Regions from separate parts of the Mus musculus genome. Here regions 1, 2 and 4 are each linked to region 3. Evidence: chromatin contacts called from public Hi-C and promoter capture Hi-C data. All regions are on one chromosome and are shown on one strand. The core of a region is the stretch at or near the end of the contact, and the rest is flanking DNA. Distances in the headings are between cores, read along the strand shown. Region 1 holds the start of Dnajc14 (DnaJ heat shock protein family (Hsp40) member C14). Region 2 holds the start of Itga7 (integrin alpha 7). Region 3 holds the start of Tespa1 (thymocyte expressed, positive selection associated 1). Region 4 holds the start of Cd63 (CD63 antigen).

What was found. Promoter capture Hi-C pulls out the DNA fragments that hold promoters and counts their contacts. A called contact is a pair of places that touch in the nucleus more often than the background predicts.
Region 1: a contact with region 3 is called in a Hi-C map of B cells, with 5 read pairs. The contact joins the promoter of Dnajc14 here to the promoter of Tespa1 in region 3. A contact is called at or near these places in 3 of 39 promoter capture datasets (the C10 cell line and pre-B cells) and 1 of 484 Hi-C or Micro-C datasets (B cells).
Region 2: a contact with region 3 is called in a promoter capture Hi-C map of pre-B cells. The contact joins the promoter of Itga7 here to the promoter of Tespa1 in region 3. A contact is called at or near these places in 3 of 39 promoter capture datasets (hippocampal neurons, pre-B cells and stem cell-derived epiblast-like cells) and 1 of 484 Hi-C or Micro-C datasets (B cells).
Region 4: a promoter capture Hi-C map of the HPC-7 cell line shows a contact between it and region 3, with 6 times the contacts expected there. The contact joins the promoter of Cd63 here to the promoter of Tespa1 in region 3. A contact is called at or near these places in 5 of 39 promoter capture datasets (the C10 cell line, the HPC-7 cell line, hippocampal neurons and 1 more), 1 of 484 Hi-C or Micro-C datasets (B cells) and 1 of 115 datasets of contacts at active chromatin or transcription factors (large pre-B cells).

The regions. Positions count from the first base shown.
Region 1 is chr10:128,803,795-128,808,931 of GRCm38.p6, reverse strand. Dnajc14 (DnaJ heat shock protein family (Hsp40) member C14) reads right to left here and starts at 3,378. Exons shown (of 7, transcript NM_001359825.1): 1 at 3,249-3,378; 2 at 1,312-2,764. The coding sequence starts at 2,721. Tmem198b (transmembrane protein 198b) reads left to right here and starts at 4,485. Exons shown (of 5, transcript NM_178066.3): 1 at 4,485-4,699.
Region 2 is chr10:128,931,668-128,936,652 of GRCm38.p6, reverse strand. It overlaps Itga7 (integrin alpha 7), which reads right to left and starts at 2,840. Exons shown (of 25, transcript NM_001330160.1): 1 at 2,459-2,840. The coding sequence starts at 2,664. Gm46186 (a long non-coding RNA gene) reads left to right here. Exons shown (of 3, transcript XR_001779675.2): 3 at 211-1,703.
Region 3 is chr10:130,320,064-130,324,669 of GRCm38.p6, reverse strand. It overlaps Tespa1 (thymocyte expressed, positive selection associated 1), which reads right to left and starts at 1,818. Exons shown (of 9, transcript NM_183264.4): 1 at 1,701-1,818.
Region 4 is chr10:128,907,387-128,911,910 of GRCm38.p6, reverse strand. It overlaps Cd63 (CD63 antigen), which reads right to left and starts at 2,045. Exons shown (of 8, transcript NM_007653.3): 1 at 1,953-2,045; 2 at 1,440-1,516; 3 at 271-459; 4 at 42-116. The coding sequence starts at 1,505.

The DNA of each region.
Region 1 (5,137 bases), core at 2,129-4,628, 1.5 Mb after region 3:
TGGTACTCAGGCTCAGATGCAGGACTTTGAGTTGATACAGTCCAAAATTTACATCATCTATGAACTGTTGGGGCACATAAAAAGGCTGGTCATGCTGATCCAAAGCAGGAGGATCCTCATGACACCAAGTGACAGGATAACCAGAAGGATCCCGGTGAGGATTCAATATTGGTGGTGTCACAAAAGCCAGAGACCTCAAACCAAACTCACTACAATGAACTTTTCCAAGTGAAGATGTGTGATTGGAGGTGTATAGTGTGGGACACTGTGAACAACACACTACAACTTCCATGACAAGACATTTTCCATGCTTTGTTTTGTTTAGGGTGCGTGTGCGTGCATATGCGTGCGTGCTTGCGTGCGTGCGTGCGTGCGTGCGTGTGCGTGTGTGTGTGTGTGTGTGTGTGTGTGTGTGTGTGTGTGCGCGCGCGCATGTGGTGTGTTTTAGGTGAGAAGCTTCAAGAGCACACAGGGATATGAGTGGGACTGGGGCACAGAATGTGAAACTCACAAAGAATCAATAAAAAGTTTCTTGGGGGCTGGAGAGATGGCTCAGTGGTTGAGAGCATTGACTGCTCTTCCAGAGGCCCTGAGTTCAATTCCCAGCAACCACATGGTGGCTCACATCCACCTGTAATGGGATCCGATGACCTCTTCTGGTGTGTCTGAAGACAACGACAGTGTACTCATATCAACAAAATAAATCTTTAAAAAAAGGGGAAAAAAAGATATTTTCTTTAAATTCCTCCCTTACCATTCATGGTGCTGTATGTGTGAGCCCAGCCTTTCCCAATCAAAAGCAGGAAGATCACAAATTCAAAGCTAGCTGGAGCTAGTCTGCAAAACCATGTCCCAAAACAAAACAAATATCCCTTTGTTCAGGTGATAGCAACTAAGGGGCTGTCTGACTAGGCTCTTCCCGACCCTAAGGAAAGGAGCTGCACTTAGCTGCTGCAGAGTAAGTCCAACCCTTCCTTTTATATTACACCCCCTCCCCCCAAAAAAGACCTTACGACAAAAGACTTAAGATGGAGAAAAGTCAAATTCCTAGTCAGAGAAACGCCTTTATAACTCTTTCCCAAGAATGCTACCCTTAGCTAGGTATAGTGGCAAAACCTGTAAGTCACAGCACTCACAGATGGAGCCAGGAGAAATCATGAGTTCCAGGTTAGTCTGTCTACAAGGTGAAACCCTAACTCAAAAACAAAACAAAGAAAGGAAATCCTTCACCTTCCCTTGACTCTACACTCCCTAAAAACTGGAACAGAAAATATGGGGAAAGAGCAACAGGAAGCAGCAAAGGATACTCACCATTACTGCTAGCTGCCTATAGGCCTTCTTTAGTTCAGTGTCGGATGCTGTAGCTTCAACCCCCAGCACATGAAAAGGGTTTAGTTCATCTTCAGGAACCCCAGCCATGGTCAAGAGTCGGGTCACTTCCTCTTCAGGCTGGCAGTATCGCCCGCTAGCTACAGGTGCATTGCCCTGTTTCTTAGTCCTCTGTTTGACCCAGGGCAGCTCCTGCCAGCCCCACTGTATTAACCTTACCAGCTGCTGCCATGGCCTGCTATCTTTCAGCAGAGTCAAGCAATGATGCAAGGCTGGAGAACCCAGCCAAGAGAACAGCCAAGCGGTCTTATCCCTCCAGCCTAACCGGTTGCCCAGTCCCACCGAAAACCTCCAGCCCAATTGTAGACATCCCAAAAAGAGGGCGAGAGCCAGGAGTAGGAAAGCACCCACTACCCTAAGAATACGGATGAGCAGCCCCACCACACAGAAGAAGCTCTGGCTTAGAAACTGGAACATCATGCGGGCCCAGCCCCCCAGTCTCCTGGCCCAGACCCCCACCCAGACTCGAAAAAGGTCCAGGTCACTGCCTTTCAGCTTCCTGCATGCGTAAATGAGATGGCCACAGGTTTCCACATACTCTCCCACCAATACCAGAAGTTCAATCAGCCACCAGAAGCCTGCTTGTCCAAGCTGACATAGTTCCTCTACTCCCCACAGTCCCAGGCCTCTGCGCTTATCTGTCTGACTTCTTTTTCGGGCCAGCCGATGACGACCTGGGGCCTTGGGTTCTCTGCGTCCACTATCCCGAACATCCTCCTTGATCAGAAAACGGTGCTTCTGCCTCCGGGACAAGGGTTTCTTTCCACTGGACACACGTGAAAAATCACTGGGAAATTTAAGAGGTTCCTCATCATCATATTCTTCTTCCAACTCTTCATCTTCCCCCAAGGCTGGAGAGGTGCAATGGTGGCAAAGGCTGCTAGAAGAGCCATCTCCTTCCTCGGAGTAAGTTCCTTCGGGGACTCCAGGGCTTCCCTGGCAGTTACAAGCAGATGGAATGGAAAGAAAAGAAGGACTCCCATCCTCCTGGTACCCAGTCTCATTCTCTCTTGAGAGTTCCTGGTCCACTCCTGACTCTTCTGAACCTGTCTCGCTCTCATCAGGGTAGCCTCCTCCTCTAGGTGGTCCTGGACCCCTTGGAGGACCATGGCTTGGATCTGACCAGTGGGCTGGATTTGGAGGCTGTGTGTACTTAGGGCCGGAGTGCTCTTTGAGGCATCGTGTACCATTAGGAGCAGTCTCTGCTGAGTCCCTGAGTCCTGAGAATGAAAGTATTTCGGGGTCCACAGAGGATCCTGATGTACTGAGGGAGGTACCACCACTGCGGTGGGCTCCACACAACCTTCTTTCTCCCGGGTGCTTCTGGGCCATGACCCCGGGCTTCCTGAGGATTTTAGGTCACTGCCATCATTGCCTGTAACAAAGATATCAAGTTGGGAATGGTCAAGGATAGAACCAAGAGTTAAACAATCTCAAAATGACATATTCAATGTACCCACTCCCCAGGCAGTGTTAGCTCAAATTCGCTATCCCTAACAATAAACGTGAGTTAGGCAGACCACAAACCTGCTTGCACCAACCCGGACCTCAGAAACCCCCTTACTCCCGAAATCTTAATTTTTTTTTCTTCTTCCTCCAAGAAGCTAACAATCTTCAATCTGAGAAATGGGGGGGAGGGGGGGTGCCGCAAAGGGTGTGGTCGGGGCGGCGGGGGGGTGGGGGGGTAACTCTTAGGAAAAAAAAAAAAGACTGCCTGAAAGAGGGAGGCCGCAATCTGTCAGAAAAGGGTGGGGACCGTGCAGGGCTAGAGGAAAAGCTGAGGGCGGAGCTTCGAGGTGCCCCTGCAAAAGATTACCCGAGAACCCACCGACGGGGTACCAGGGGCGAAGGCGACGTACCGAGCAGCAGCGGTAACTCCTCCCTCCTCAAGCAGCTGCGCCTGAGGCCAGGGGGAGCTGCCAGGGGGAGCTACAGGAGCAGCTCCCCCGGCTCCGCCTCCCGCTCACGCTCCGCTTCCGCCTTCCGTCCCCGCCACGGCCGCTTACTTCCACTTCCGGGGTCACCGGGGGGGGGGAAAAGGTCGCGAAGGGAAGAGAAAAGCGCTTAGCCGAGGCTCTCACTTGCGCGGCGGGCGCGGAGTCAATCGAGGAGGCGGTGCTAGAGCATCCGGCCCCACCCCTTAAAGGGCCCTCCGCCTCCACGCAGGTCCCGCCGTAAGCGAGCTGAAGCCTGCGAACTGTACTCCTCGTCGTCGCTGCTGAAACGGAGATGAAGGGCGGCTGCCGAAGCACACACCGTCTTTGGCGTGCAGACAGACACCCAGGGCACGCAGAGGAGCCAGCGACCCTGCTCGCCCAGACCCTTCCCTGTCGGCTGTCCAGCCAAGAGGTTGCGGAGAAGTGTGTGTCCCGGACTAGCTAGCCCCCTAAAGAGACGCGACACTTCTCCTGGACCCAACTGGCGAGCTTCCACGCCGCCGATCCGCCCCCTGTGAACGCGGCGTAAGGGCCGGGCCAGGGAATGCGGCTAGGGGTACCTGGTTCCACGGAGCTCAGAACCTAGTCCAGCGTAACAGAACCCCGCACTCATCTGCGTGCTGCTTTGCATCTCATTTACATAGTAAGCTTTGGGTCGAAGCCAGCACGCTCCCCAACCCCTACGCAGACCCTGATGGAACCTCTCGTCTGCACTCCTTTAAAGCCTTACAGTTCTGCCAGTGTCCCTGCCAGGCCCGTCTTGCTCCACAAGTTTTTTTTTCCACCCATGAACACCCCCACCCAGCACTAGTTAAAAACCCTTCTCCGGCTCCCGACCACCCGGTTCCCCAGAAGACAATACTCCAATTCTCTGGGAAGTGGAAGAAACCAAGTTGGACCAGCGGGTGCTTTGGGACCCTATTTGGGCTTTGAAAACGTTAAGTTGGTAATTAATCTCCTTAGCATTCAGAGACCTTCCGTCTTAGTCTTGATGGGCGTCACAAAACTCTTCATTGCTATGGTTAGGGGGCGTCCCTCCTCCTAGATTAGAGAAGTGGGTAGCCTGGGTTCCCCCACAGACAGAGGTAAAGATTGAGGGGGCCCGCCCCGTGATGTCATCCTCCCCCCCCCCCACCCCATACACACTCCCTGTCTCCTTCCCCCACACACACCCCCGCCCCCAAGCTAATTGCATTTAGCTCCCTGGGTTTGGGCTCCGACTTGCCTGAGTTTAGGGAGCAACAGAGCACAGTAGCCCAAGGGGGTGCCTGCGGCCAACAGCCACCCGTGTGCCTAGGACCTCTGGGCTGGAATGAAGCTGGAGGTCTAGGAAAGCAATTCCACCCCTTTGCTCTCCTCAGCCCTGCAGGGTGGTGAGTAGTTAACACCCTTCCTGGTCTCTCCTTGTTTTGCGTCCCAAACTCTTAAGCGATTGAGAAGAGCCCCGGGAGGTCTCCAGTCCTTCAGCCTCAGTACCCTAAAGACGGCAGAAGGAAAGTGCATCCGCACCACCCTACTCCCGCAATGCCAACCTCTCATCGTCAGTGATCCTTCAGGATCAGCATCAAATCCCATTGGCAGCCCAGGCGTGCCTGGATGAGAGGGTGGGTGGAACAATTCCCGTGTGAGTCTGAGGCTAGTAGCAAGTGGATACCAAGATGTGAGGAGATTATCTGTGGGCAAGGCGCCTGCTTACTCCATGTAGGGCGATGGGATTTGGACTGGCTGTATTCGGCTTTCCCCAACCACTCCATCTCGGCATGAAGCCAAGACTTCAAAATCCGGACAGAGGCTGACTGGGTGACTCTTTA
Region 2 (4,985 bases), core at 1,591-4,090, 1.4 Mb after region 3:
CGTCTGCCTAATTACCTGGTCAGCCCGGCCTGTTGCCAGAAGAGGAAAAAGAGGAGAGAAAATGACACCCTAGGAAATCTAGGTGATATACCCTGAGCAAACAGAGCCCTCATAGTCTGCAGTGTGCCAAGCTGCAATCGCAGAGAACATCTTCTGTTGGATGGTACGGGGGTGGAGGGAGCCTAATCTGTCTTTGTGCTTGCCCCATAGGAAGTGCCAATTTGCTGAGTTCATGCTTCTTGTGGAGTCACGGAGACACCCAATGCCTCCACTGCTTAGTGCCCACATGCACAGCCAAAGAAGCAGGAGTGTGCATGTTCACACCTCCCCTAAAGGCCAAGTGCAGGAAGGAACAAAGATGCTCACATGGACAGAAGCTAAAGGACCAATCCTACTCATGGAAGAAAGAACCCAGCCAGGTCCTCTTGGAATAAGAACACCCCGTCATCTCTGCCCCAGCCACACTCTGCTTCATGGCTTCACTCCGGGCGTCTAACAACCCCAGGCCTTCGGACAGAATAGTAACCAAAGCTTCAGTGACTGCAAGGGGTAGGGGTGGGGTGTGGGTGACGTTGGCTGCTGAGCTCAGTGAGTGACTACTGTATCCTACCAGAGCTTCAGCCCCAGACCAGCCCCTCCCTGACCTAGTGCAGTCTGAGTGGCCCTCTGGGAAAACTACATGTCCAGAAAGGCTGGCTCCGCCTGGGGTCCCTCCAGCCAAGCCTCTGGATCCAAGATGCTGTGAAGCTGTTCTCAGGCTCTGTGAATCCCAACACCAGGGCTCCAGGACAGCGAACACTTTCACAGCACTCACTACAGGCCTTGTGCTATTGAATGATCCGACGGGATCGTGGTATTGTTTGCTTCCATTTTGCAGTTGATAGGAATAAGTGAGGTGGCAAATACAAAGCAAAGTAGGAAAGATAGAACTCAAAATCTTACCTAAGTTAGAATGAAAACAAATGAGTCTTCCTATCAGTGCTCAAGAGGCTACAGGAGAGAGAGACCAAACAAGGTGGCAGCTTCTCTGTGCCCCCAGTCAGCAGAATGCCCCCTGCTGGAGCGCAATGAGGCCAGACAGTCAGGCCCCTCTGGGACTACCCCTAACTTGGCCCTGGGAGACAGAATTAGGGGCCACCTTTAGAGAAGGGGAAAATGACAAGAGACCATGCTATTAAAAATAACCTAGAATTTGCCTGGAAATAACTCAGAGAGTTCGGCATGTCCTAAAAAGGCCTCCAGGCCTGGAACTCTAACAGATGGGGGGAAGAGGGGGGAGAGAGGAAGAGACGGAGAGGAAGCCTGCTACTGGCTAGAGACATCAGTTTCCTATCTTTCCCAAAGGTTTAGAGAGCAGACCCTTCTCCCAGATGACAGGAATAATGGAAGAAGAAAGATTAAGGCTACCCCCACCTCCAGTGAGTGAGAAATAAACTCTCATCTCTGTCTCCTGCCCCCAGACCAAGGAAAAGACAGTCCCCGAGGACAGCATCGATCCCAGTAATGGACACTTAAATGTGGCTTGTGCATTGGCCATGGGTGAGAAAGCCCTTTGGCGGGCGGGGGTGGGAAGCTTTCTTCCTGGTCTCACCTCCTGTCACATGTAGTAAGAACCAAGGATTTGGAAACACTGCAAATGTGTCTAGCTACCAGGGGTCCTGAAAAAAATGTCAATTATTCCTCAGCCTCGGGCTTCCTTGTCTCTCCCTACTGCTGAGATTTCTGGAGTTAGAAATTTCCTGAGGAGGAACAGAAGCAGCGTGGTATCTTTACTGTATCCTCCTGCTGCTGCTGCTGCTGCTGCTGCTGCTGCTGCTGCTGCTGCTGCTGCTGCTGTCTCTGGCGATGGTGGTGACAGCTGCCACCATTTCTTGCTACTGCTCAGACAGTCTCTATTTTTCAGACAGTCTCTGCCACCGTCTGTGACCATCACTGAAGACTGTCAGGCCTTCTCAGCTCTTCCTCTAGTCTCCCTGCTGTGTTAAGCCACACCACTCCTGGCCTCCATGCCCTGCAGTCCTCACGCTATCTCATGGTGATGCTTTGACAGTAGCTATTTCTGTTTTCTCTCCTCTTTGCCTCCCATGGCACCCTCATCCACTCTGCCCTTGCCCACTCGGTCCATCCTATGCAGAGGCAGAATGCTCACCCTCCCTTCCTGGAGCAGTTCACCCCTCTGAGGTAGAAAAGGAGCCAGAGATGCAAGGCTGGAGCAAGAATGCAAACGGAAGGGAGAGGCAGAAGGAAGAGGGTCTCTGGCAAGAATGTTGCTCTTTAACTCATCCCCCAAGGCAAGACTCTGAGTCTGAGGACCTGGACAATACGAGGCAAGGCTTCAAGTGTGAGATGCCTGTGGGCAGAGTACGGTTGAAAACCTGAGAGATGGATAGGTGAGGAGTTGGGAGAAAGGTAGCCCAAAGCTTGAGCCTGGGGACTCTGGGCGGGTACGGTGACTCACCAGCTCTGGGGTCGGGGCTGTAATTGTCGGTGCAGGGCCACCGAAAAGCCGAATAGGCTGCCGGGTTCTCCCTCCTTGCGTATGGCACCCATCACATCCAGATTGAAGGCGATAGCCGGTGGTAAGAACAGTCCAGCGAGCAAGGAAGTAATAAGATAGTAGATTCCGGGGGGCCGGAGAAAATCGCACCTCGGAATCCTGGCCATGGGATCAACGCTCTCCCAGCTAGTGCGAGGAAATCGTCGCGCGCCGGGAGCCCCAGGTCTCCCCGAGGGTGTTTCTGGTTTCCGAAATCTAGCTGATCTTTCCGGGTCTTCCAATCTTTCACCTCAGCACCCCTCTTCAGTCCCTTCCCGCTGCTGCCCCAGGACCAGCTAAGTACAACTACTGCACGCCTTGGGAGCACCGGCTCCGGCTCCGGCTCCGCCTCCTCTCTGGGACACCGCCCCAGACCCCGCCCCTTCCCGCCCCATGCCCCCAGCAGCAGATAGACTCAGGCGCAAGACCCAGGGTCCGGGGATGCCCAGACCCGCGGCTCAGGTCTAGCACCCGCCGCACCCATTGCCTTGCGCCCTGCCGCCCCACCTTTGCACTGTGCACTCATTCCTTCACCCACCCTTCCCCCCAAAAAGTGGAGGTTGAGCCCAGAAATGCGGAGAGAAAGAGTACAGTAAAAAGAAGAATCACAGAGAATTGAGATGAGGCTGAGAAGACAGATATGCTGATAAAAACAGAGGACCGGAAAGTTCCTGGGCCCTGATCTAGAGTGGTCCTTTACTGACTTCGCCTCCCCTGGAGACTCACAGCACACCTCGTAGGCTGTAAGAATCAAACCGCTCCTCATGCCATACAGCCCACAAATAACGAAGGCAGTATTAGCAAGTCACAACGTCAGCATTCAGAGGACCAGAAAGAAGTAAAGGCACAGACAGAAAACACTCAGCAGGGGTGGAGACTGGAGCAAATGGAAAGAAGGGAATGAAGAACAGGAGGAAGGTCAAGTTTAGCTCAAAGTCTGCAGTGAAGGAAAAAGAAAAAGAGTAAAATAAGAAATGCAAGTTAAACTGTGGAGAGGGAAGAGAGAGCTAAAAGGGGGCAAAAATGAAAGACACTGGACCTAAGAGACAAAGATCCTGCTATCAGGTCCTTCCAGAGACTGGTCATTTCCAACGCAACAAAAAAAGGATGGCAAGCTGGGTGTGGTAGGACGCGCTTATATTCCCAGCACTCAATAGGCAGAGCCAGGAAGATCTCTGTCATCTCGAAAGCAACTTGGTCTACAGGGAGAGTTCCAGGCCAGTCAGAGCTACAGAGTGCAGCCCTGTCTCAAAACCTAAGAGGGGGATGGGAAGCCAGGCTTGAAGACCCAGACCTGCAATCTCAGCAGTGAACAAGGCTGAAGTCAGCCCAGCCTACAAAGCTACATAGTGAATTGGTCTCTGAATGAATCAACAGAAAGGGGAATGCAGAGTTTTGGGCTACTTCAGATAGGAGTTGGATGATCTCCAATACCCAGACCCTGCCTCAAAAAAATAAAATAAAGAGTTCTCCACAGAGACCCAAGGGCCTACCCAACTTCACTTCCCTTCCCCCACTCTGGTGTAGAAGCAAAGGGAGGGACATTTTTTTCCATCTCTTTGCTATTTATAACTCTAATCAAGAAATGAGGCCAAGAGAAGAGATGGAGAATAATTTGGCAAAATAGTAGCCTCACCCCCTTCCACTTTGTCTTCTAGCTTCTCTTTCTTTTTTTTTTTTTCCAGGAATTATTTATTTGTTTTATGTCTGAGTACACTGTAGCTGTCTTCAGACACACCAGAAGAGGGCATCAGATCCCATTACAGATGGTTTTGAACCACCATGTGGTTGCTGGAAATTGAACTCAGGACCTCTGGAAAATCAGTCAGTGCTCTTAACCTCTGAGCCATCTCTACAGCCCCACTGGCTTCTCTTACTAGGCATTGGTCTTGCATGCACCCCTCTCTGACTGCTTTGCCTGAAGTTCTATTTTTACACACACACACACACACACACACACACACACACACACCTTGAGCATGTCACTCTAGAGATCTTTCTCAGACTATTTCTCAGTGGCTCTACCCTCCAAATATCCCATATTCTTGTGATCTCTCTTCTTCCCTTTCTTAAAAGCTGCTTCTGCTGTGTCCCCTTATCTCTTTTCTCTGTTTAGGATTATTCTTTGGCTCTTACTCTGATCATAGAACAATCTTTGCCCCCAGGACAGTTAAAATGCCTATGATAGTTTGGCCATTTTTGTAATGCTCGGCAGGGATGTAGCATGCCTCTAAACGGGTGCTATAAAAGAGATGGGTATGTAAGACAGGCAACAGGATTCTACCTTCAGTGTTCCCCAGTATTCCCTCTCCAGTGTGTTTGTGTCTCAGAGCTCCAGAAAGGAGATCATGTGAGAACACAGAAGGGCACAACTGGGATGGAACCCAGGACTTACGACTCCTCCCCAGACCTCTGACTCAGGTCAAAATGCCTTTAGAGCTCCAGCTGC
Region 3 (4,606 bases), core at 569-3,068:
GTTTTCATGGTCATGGAGTTACTTCATTCCTGTTCTCATTTCCCGCTTTTATTGCACAGTAGATACATATATTCTTCTCATCCCTCAGCTTATTTGACAGATTCTCTTCTCAGCCCAAATCTGTGTTTTGGCCATTCTCACTGGGCCCGGGTATGGGTTGAGCATAGGGCTGTGGCTTTTGGGTTAGTCACTTTCCTTAACCTCTAAGTGGAAATCAGGCAGCTATGAGTCTACACATAGAAAGTAATGCTTGCGACTTTTCCATTGCTGCCATTCAGATTGAAGCTTGAGTCATGACATGGGTCAAGACTAAGACACGAGCCAAGACCCAACTTTCTATTAGAATCTGAATCTCAGAACTTGAACCTAAAAGTCTCTCCACATCACTATATAGTGCTTCATCCTAGAAAATATCTTAACTTTCAGAGGATCGAAGGAGTTAAGAGAACATTATTAGTCTGGTTATAAATAGCCTCTAAATCTGTCTGAGTGCCTGTGTTTGTTGGCTCTTTTTCTATCCCTCCTTCTATAGCTTTATCTTGCTATCTATGATAACATTTTCTGTAGAAGTCAACCAACAAACCTGGCCTTTTGAGCTCTTTTTTTTTTTTTTTTTAAACCAATGGTCATGATTTAGGACCTGCAGATCCCTGGCTCTTACTGCTCAAGCTGAATATCTGCTGAATCAGAAGCTTGGGCATTTGCAAGCTTCCAACCTCTAATTACTCATGAATTGTATAAAACCTCCAATTAAGGACCTTTGTGATATACGAAGTCACAAATATTTCCTTGGGCATTGTTTTAAATGCTTATTATCTTACTAAACTACTTCTACAGTACACTTTTATCTTGATGGGGCTCTGCCCTAAATCCCTACATTGCCTCTTCTACCCACAGATAAAGTGGGTTGTGGGATAAAATGGGTTGTGGGATAAAGTGGGTTGTGGGAAAAACCCAGTGTGAATGATATTTCCATGCCTCCTCCTTTACCAGGATACAGATGGATAGCTACCCTGAAACAAAGGGTGTTGGAGATGCCAGCCCCAATATTATATAGGTCACTGAGAGGTCAACATATTTAAATGAGATATAAGGCAAAACCCTAGTCTTCATAAAATGTGAACCATGGGCCTTTAGTAAATTTGGCCTGTCATTATCCAACTGTGCAAATTTTCCCACATAGTAATTTTTATATACCTCACAACACTTTATCTCCACATCTTTTGCTGAAGATTCCAAAGAAAAGCTGAGAGAAAAGTCAGGCCAGGTTTGTATATTCCCAAATTCAGAGATAAGGGAACTAAAAAGAACCTATCATCAAACCAGGAAACTTCTCTTGTTCACAGCTTTTCATAATTGAAAATAGAATTAAATGGCCACACATATGAGTTTAGCAAGATGCTAAGAATTCTCATGAGAAAAAAGGAATTTTGTGAATAGCAATTCAGTTCATCAAAAAGGCCATGATTCATGACCCCAGAACAATAACATCTGGTAGCCAGGAGGATGGGAAGAGGCATCTCTGCTCAATAGTTCCAATGATGAGGCTGTAGAGTTAAGGTCAGGAATGAAAGTTTCTCTCCTGATAAATCTCTTAACTTGGAGGCCAGATTTTTCCCCCCTGACCCATATCCTTTTCTCTATAACTATCTATAACTCTATATCAGTTCCACTCTAAAGCCAAAGAAAACTACACTTACCAGAGGTAAGAAAGTTCTCGAAACAGGGTTGAATCTTTCTCAGGAGTGGTGCTAGAGATGAGGGCTGTGTGATAGTTTCATATCGCAGACTGTGACTTTCTCTCTGTTCTCATTCAACTGTCAGCTCAAAAGAGGAAGCGGATGTGAGAGAACACAGAGATATCTGTACATGCATCTGCACGGCCTCTGCCTCTTAGCCAGCCACATCCTCTGCTCTAGCTTAGGAGACAGAAGAATAAAGCATCTATCACCCATAAGCTTACAGGCAGAGCCCATCCCCTGAAATGGCTGCTTGCAGCGACTTCAGTTTTTTACACCTAGGGAGGGGTATTGCCCACTAGACAATGGGAATCTGGAAAAGTCTTCCTCTAATATAATTAGAAACAGTTAGAATCTACTCCTGTAGCCAAATGTACATAGAAAATGTAGAAAATGATTTAAAAATTAGACTTGTCTCTCCATAAAATCTACTCACATTTATTCTATAGTTGAGGACTTCACCCTACTTGGGATTTTTCATAACTCTTTCACACTCAGGTAGACCCCCCAGAAGCTTCTTCATAAATACTATTAATGAAAGCAATTTTTATGCATTAACTTCTTTTTAAAAATTTTTATTGGATTTATCTATGTTTCTGTGTGTGCATATTCTCTCTCTGTCCCTCCCTCTCTCTCATTCTCTCTCTCTCTCTCTCTCTCTCTCTCTCTCTCTCTCTCTCTCTCTGTGTGTGTGTGTTCATGCCCCTGTCACAGCATGCATGTGGAGGTTAGAGGACAGTTTGAAGGAGTCAATCTTCTCCTTCCACCATGTAGATCCTGGGTTTGAACTCAGGTCATCAAGCTTATTAGAAGGCAACTTTACTCACTGAGCCATGTTCATTTTCTTTTTTCTTTTCTTTTTTAAAATATTTTTATTAGGTATTTTCCTCATTTACATTTCCAAAGCTATCCCAAAAGTCCCCCATACCCTCCCCCCGACTCCCCTACCCACCCACTCCCACTTTTTGGTCCTGGTGTTCCCCTGTACTGGGGCATATACAGTTTGCAAGTTCAATGGGCCTCTCTTTCCAGTGATGGCCAACTAGGCCATCTTTTGATACATATGCAGCTAGAGTCAAGAGCTCCGGGGTACTGGTTAGTTCATAATGTTGTTCCACCTATAGGGTTGCAGATCCCTTTAGCTCCTTGGGTACTTTCTCTAGCTCCTCCATTGGGGGCCCTGTGATCCATCCAATAGCTGACTGTGAGCATCCACATATGTGTTTGCTAGGCCCCGGCCTAGTCTCACAAGAGATAGCTATACCTGGGTCCTTTCAGCAAAATCTTGTTAGTGTATGCAATGGTGTCAGCGTTTGGAAGCTGATTATGGGATGGATCCCCGGATATGGCAGTCTCTAGATGGTCCATCCTTTCGTCACATCTCCAAACTTTGTTCATAGCAGCCTTATTTATAATAGCCAGAAGCTGGAAAGAACCCAGATGCCCCTCAACAGAGGAATGGATACAGAAAATGTGGTACATCTACACAATGGAGTACTACTCAGCTATTAAAAAGAATGAATTTATGAAATTCCTAGGCAAATGGATGGACCTGGAGGGCATCATCCTGAGTGAGGTAACCCAATCACAAAAGAACTCACACAATATGTACTCACTGATAAGTGGATATTAGCCCAAAACCTAGGATACCCAAGATATAAGCTACAATTTGCTAAACGCACGAAACTGAAGAAGTACGAAGAACAAAGTGTGGACACTTTGCCCCTTCTTAGAATTGGGAACAAAACACCCATGGAAGGAGTTACAGAGACAAAGTTTGGAACCATGTTCATTTTCTAACACTTTGCTTGTTATGCTTAAACCCACTTCAGGTTCCCTTATTCTAGGAAATAACTAACTACTTTTACAATAAATTTTTAAGAGTTAGACTTTTAAAGATGACTACACCCCAGAGCTGTCTTCAGTTTGCTGTCTTTTAGTTTCAGGGAGGCCTTATTAAACTCTAGAAGAGAGTTTCCCTCTTTCACTTTCATCCTGGGTAGCATTTAGTACCACTGACCATGCCTCCACCACAGCCTCAGCATCTCCTATTGGGTTTTCTTCTTGGTGTCTTTGATAGTTCTCTTTTCGGTCTAGATATCTCCTGCATCTTCTGATTTTATTCTTCCCTTTTGGACTTATGTACTGTCTTAGTTACCGTTCTAGCCACTGTGATAAAAGACATTGGTAAGAGTAATGTAAGAAAGGAAGGATTGATTTGGGGTCATGGAAAAGTCACAGGAAGAGGTTGATCTAGCTGGCGACATTGCACCTGCAGTAGAGAGAAAGTCACAAATGTTTGTGCTCAGCTCACTTTTTTCCTTTTATAAAGTCCAGGATCTCAGTCCAGGGAAAGGTGCCACACAAAGTGAGCAGGTCTTCCAAGCTCAATAACTTATCAAGATAATCACTTATAGGCATAACAATTTCCTAGGTATCTCCAAGTCTCATCCAATTGACAATTGAAATGAAACATTACCCTTATGTCAGCACCTATGCTTACTCTGGTCCAAGGTCACCTGATATGGCCTCAAGGAGTTATATCAGGCTAGGCTGGAGTAGCTACAGCACAACTGAGGCTGTGGCAATTTTATTGAGAGCAATCAGACTTTTTATACCCTTATCAGAAACAAAATACGATGGCAGTTGCCAGGATCAATCACATGGTAGTTGTCAGGTTACAATGACATTTGCAAGCCATACAGGATACATGAGATTAATATCTACAACCAATTGTCCTGTCAAGTTTCCTTGCTTCTTAGACTTCCAAGGGAAACAAAGAGGCCTGGATACTGCACTGCCTGAGGGAGTGCATCAGTCTCTCAGAAACTGGAAGGCACATTGTGCTCCAGGAGTCATGGACTCTA
Region 4 (4,524 bases), core at 796-3,295, 1.4 Mb after region 3:
GCAACCTGAGATGGGTCCCCCCCCCCCCATTCCCTGCTTACCTGGTCTCTAAACACATAGCCAGCAATGGCCACAGCCACCTCCACAAGCATGATAAGAGACAGGAAGATGGCAAACTGTGGGAGGACAGGAGTTGGGTTTGAAGTCTGGATTTAAAGGGCTTGCTCTGACCCGGTCAATTACTGAGACTTTCCTGGTGTTCTCCATCCACCCACCTTCACCACAGAAAAGGCTTCCGGTAGCCCCCAAGAGCTCCCACACCCCACTCACTGTAATCATGAGACAGTAGTTCTCCTTGCAGGCCCCACAGCAGCCCACAAAGGCCACCAGGAAGAGGAAGGCACCCACTGCAATGATGACCACAGGCAACAGCGAGCCAGCAGTAGTCTCATGGGTAATGGCCTGCTTCAAGACAACCTGAACCGCTACACCAATGGCGATCAATCCCACTGCACAGGCCTGAGGAAAAAGGCGAGAGTTAGGTCAGATCCTCAGTCCAGTAGCCCTCGCACCCGACCCCCACCCAGAAGATAGATCCTACACCTCCAGGAAACACTGGCTGTAGACAAGGTCTGCCCATCCTTGCCCCACAATGAAGGCTGGGAAGTTGTTTAAGGCACACAAGGAGAAGGGAATCGGGAGGTGTCATGCTGCCTTTAAACAGCGCTTCGGCACAGGATATGGGTTACTTTCTATGGACTCCCAGCTAGAGTCTCTCCCAGAACTACCCCCTCACTCCAGTGACTCAGGTCCTAGGGCCAGCTAGGCTAGGGCGGAGGAGGGGGTAAGAGTGGCCCCTTTCGGGCCGGGCGTGGTGGCGCACGCCTTTAATCCCAGCACTCGGGAGGCAGAGGCAGGCGGATTTCTGAGTTCGAGGTCAGCCTGGTCTACAAAATGAGGTCCAGGACAGCCAGGGCTATACAGAGAAACCCTGTCTCGAAAAACAAACAAACAAAAAAAGAGTGGCCCCTTTCAGAACACACAGGGAGGAGCAAATGAAGGAGGGCAGAGCCTTTCCTACCCCCAAGTAAATGAGAGGGCTAAGAGAATGGAGAGGAATCAACGGTGTGAGGAGTGGAGACAGCCCCTTGGCGATACCATCAGACCGTTGGCAGGTTGCCCCACCACCCCGTACCACGAATGGTTGGGTCACCAGACAGGAAGGGCCAGGAGGGGGTTGGTTGGGGGTGCTCCCCGTCTAGGATGGCAATTCTCGGTCCAAACTTTACTCAGAGGTCCCGGAAAGCTGCGCGTGGGGGATGGGGAAGGGAGGTAGCGCGGACACGTTCTGCCTTTGGCCCTTTTCCCTGGGCTTTCCTTCCACATCTGGCCTCCAGCTGCCTTCATCTCTGGGTCCCTCACCCTTCACGGCTCCCGCTCCAAGACTCCCCCCCCCGCACCCCGCCCGGGCGCCCCGTCGCTCTCCCCGCACTACTCACGCAGAAGGCCAGCAGGAGAACGTAGAGCAAAAACTTGACACACTTCATTCCTCCTTCCACCGCCATGGCTGTTGGGCCTGGGGCCGCGGAGAACACCAAGGATTAGAGCAGGTAGAGCAGGCCGAGGGGCCGCCACATCCGCAGCTCCCCGCCGGCCTTCGCAGCCTTCCCTGCGCGGCCCCCATCGCTGCCCTCCCACCCAGAAACCCGCGGTCAGACCCACGTCTCCCAGCCCTCCCCGCTCGCCGGCCGGACTGGGGCGCGCCACGCAGCGGGGCCTCGGGATCTCGGGATCCCGGGACGCACGGAGGGCGCGGCCGGACTCCAGGTAGATCTCCGCCCGCCGCTGCACAGCGCCGATTCCCGATCCCCGATCCCGACAGGCCGCGACCCGAGACCCTCGCCAGCCCCTGGGCGCGAGCCTCCCCTCGGGTGCGGCGCGGATGGCGCCCCGCGAACTTCGAGGCAAAGTTGCCCCCACGGACGTCCCCCGGGTCCCCGGGCCCGGCTCACCTGCGCTCCCCGACGCTTCTCAGTACTCTCCTGCCGCGGCTCAGCCGCCGTCTCCCGTGCCCCCTGCCCGCGCCCCGCCTGCTGCACGGCCCCGCCCCGGCTCCGGCCGCCCCCCTCCCCCGCAGGGTGGCCGCCTTCTTCCCTCCCTCCCTCTCTCTCTCATGTGACACGGGAACAGCTGCGGCCTGAGTCACCAGGCTAGCAGGGGGAGGTGAGCCCCCCGCCAGGACAAGGCCACGTGGCCGCTGCCTGGAAGGCTCGAGCCAGGAGCCGGACCTCAGGGTTCCCGGAGCCCTCTGCAACCCAGGCGCCGTCTGGTTCTCTCTGGTTCAGGAGTAGGCGAGTCAGAGTCCAGAGGACGCACGGCGGCTCAGAGTTGCCCAAAGACAGAACTGAGCCAAAGTATCAAAACGGTCATCTGCAGACCTCAACCCACCGAGTACCCACCACGCAGCTCCCTCTCCGTCCTTGTTCAAGGCCCTGCCCCCCGCCCCATTCCCGAGCCACCCGCAGAAGGTGTGGGTTGAGTGGCACTGGGTGAAGTCAGAATAAACACTTCCAGAAAGCCCCTAGCTTCCCATCCTAGAAGTCTCCCAACATTCTGGACTAGGGTTTTATGGCCCCAGCTTCTCCATTTTCTAGAACTCCTGAGCTGAGAAAACCCTTTGAGGAAGCCCTTGTCTAGAACCCCGTTTCCATGCGTCAATCATAACACGTCAGAGCCTGGGCCCTCCTGGGAAAAGATTAACAAAGCCTTAGAGCTCCCTTGCTCCTGGATTAGCCAGTGGTTAATGGAGATGTGAGAAAGGACACTAAGGCCGGCGAGGCAATAGCATGGACTTCCGTATCTTATTCCTCTTTTCATCAGAGATGGCAAAACCAGGTAAAGGCGAGAGTTAGAAATACCTTTCTCCCGTGTGCCGCTGGTGGTTCACAGAAGGAACTGTTGTAAAAAGCTCAGATAGGACCGACCGGCCTTACACTCCTAACCTGAACTTTGTCCTTTTCTCCGCAGCTCCTTCTGCCTTGAGTTGCTTACTGAATCTGAAGGGAAGGGACTGTATATAAAGAAACAATTAAAACAAAGGCCAGCTGGTGGCACACATATGTAATCCCAGCACTTTCATATTCTCTCTCTCTCTCTCTCTCTCTCTCTCTCTCTCTCTCTCTCTCTCTCTCGATAGGGTTTCTCTGTGTAGACCCGGCTGCCCTGGAACTCTATCTGTAGACCAGGCTGGCCTCAAACTCAGAGATCTGCCTGCCTCAGCCTCCAGACACTAAAAGTCCATGACACCACACCTGGCACAAGAAAATCAAAAATTCAAAGCCACTCTGGACAGTTTAGTGAGACACCACACACACACACACCTATCTCTTTGGAATCAGGGTCTCATGTAGCCCAGGCTGGCCTGGAATTCCATATGTAGCTGAGGATAACCCTGAACTGCAGGTCATTTTGCCTCCACAAGTGCTGGCACCACCGGTGTGCACAAGTGCATCTAGTTTATGCAGTTCTGGCACCAGACCCAGGATTTTGTGCCTACTAGGCAAGCACTCTACCAGCTAAGCTGTATACCCAGTGCTAGTGAGACTATAGTTCAAAATGGCGAATGGAAATGCATGCAGATCTATGGTAGAGCATGTGTCACGAACTCAGGCTCAGTTCCCAGGCTACAAAGAAGTCTAGGCATGATGGTGAGGCCTGTCCTTCCCAGCACTATGGAGGTGAAGGCAGGATGGCTGAAGGTTACAGGCCATCCTGGGCTACACAACAACACCTTGTCTCAATCCAACCAAAACAAAATCAGTGGTATACACCTATAAGTATAGCATTTGGGAGACTGAAACGGGAGGATCCCTTGGTCATTCAAAGTTCAAGGCCAGAATGAGCTACGACTCGAGACCCCATCTCAAAAAAAACAAGAATAAACCTGAGCTGAGGACGTAGTTCAGTTGGTAAAGTGCTTGCTTAATATGCAGACAGCCTGGGCTTGTATTCTTAGCACCTCATGAACCAGGCATGGTTGTGGTATGTGCTTATTATTCCAGAACTCATGAGGTAGAGGCATAAGTCTCATGAATTCAAGATCATCCTTGGCTACCTAAGGAGTTTGAGGCCAGTCTAAGGAATTAGTCCTTGTCTCCAAATATGAGTAAATAATCGAATAATAAATCAGTACCAGATAAATGAAGAACCTTGGCGTGATAGCACATGTTTATTATTTCCATACTCAGGCTGAAGTAGAGCAATCATGACTTACAGGCCAGCTTGGGCCATATGCTGGGACCCTGTCTCAAAAAGGAGGAGGAGGAAGAGGAAGAGAAAGAAAAGGAAGAAGAAAAGGAAAAGGAGAAGGAAGAGGAGGAAAAAGAAATGAAAGAGGAGGAAGAGGAGGAGGAAGAAGAGAAAGAGGAGGAAGAAGAAGAGGAAAAGGAGAAGGAAGAAGAGGAAAAAGAAAAAAGAGGAAGAAGAGGAAGGGAAAGAGGAAGAAGAAGAAGAGGAAAAGGAGAACGAAGAGGAGGAAAAAGAAAAGAAAGAGGAGGAAGAGGAGGCAGAAGAGGAGAAAGGAGA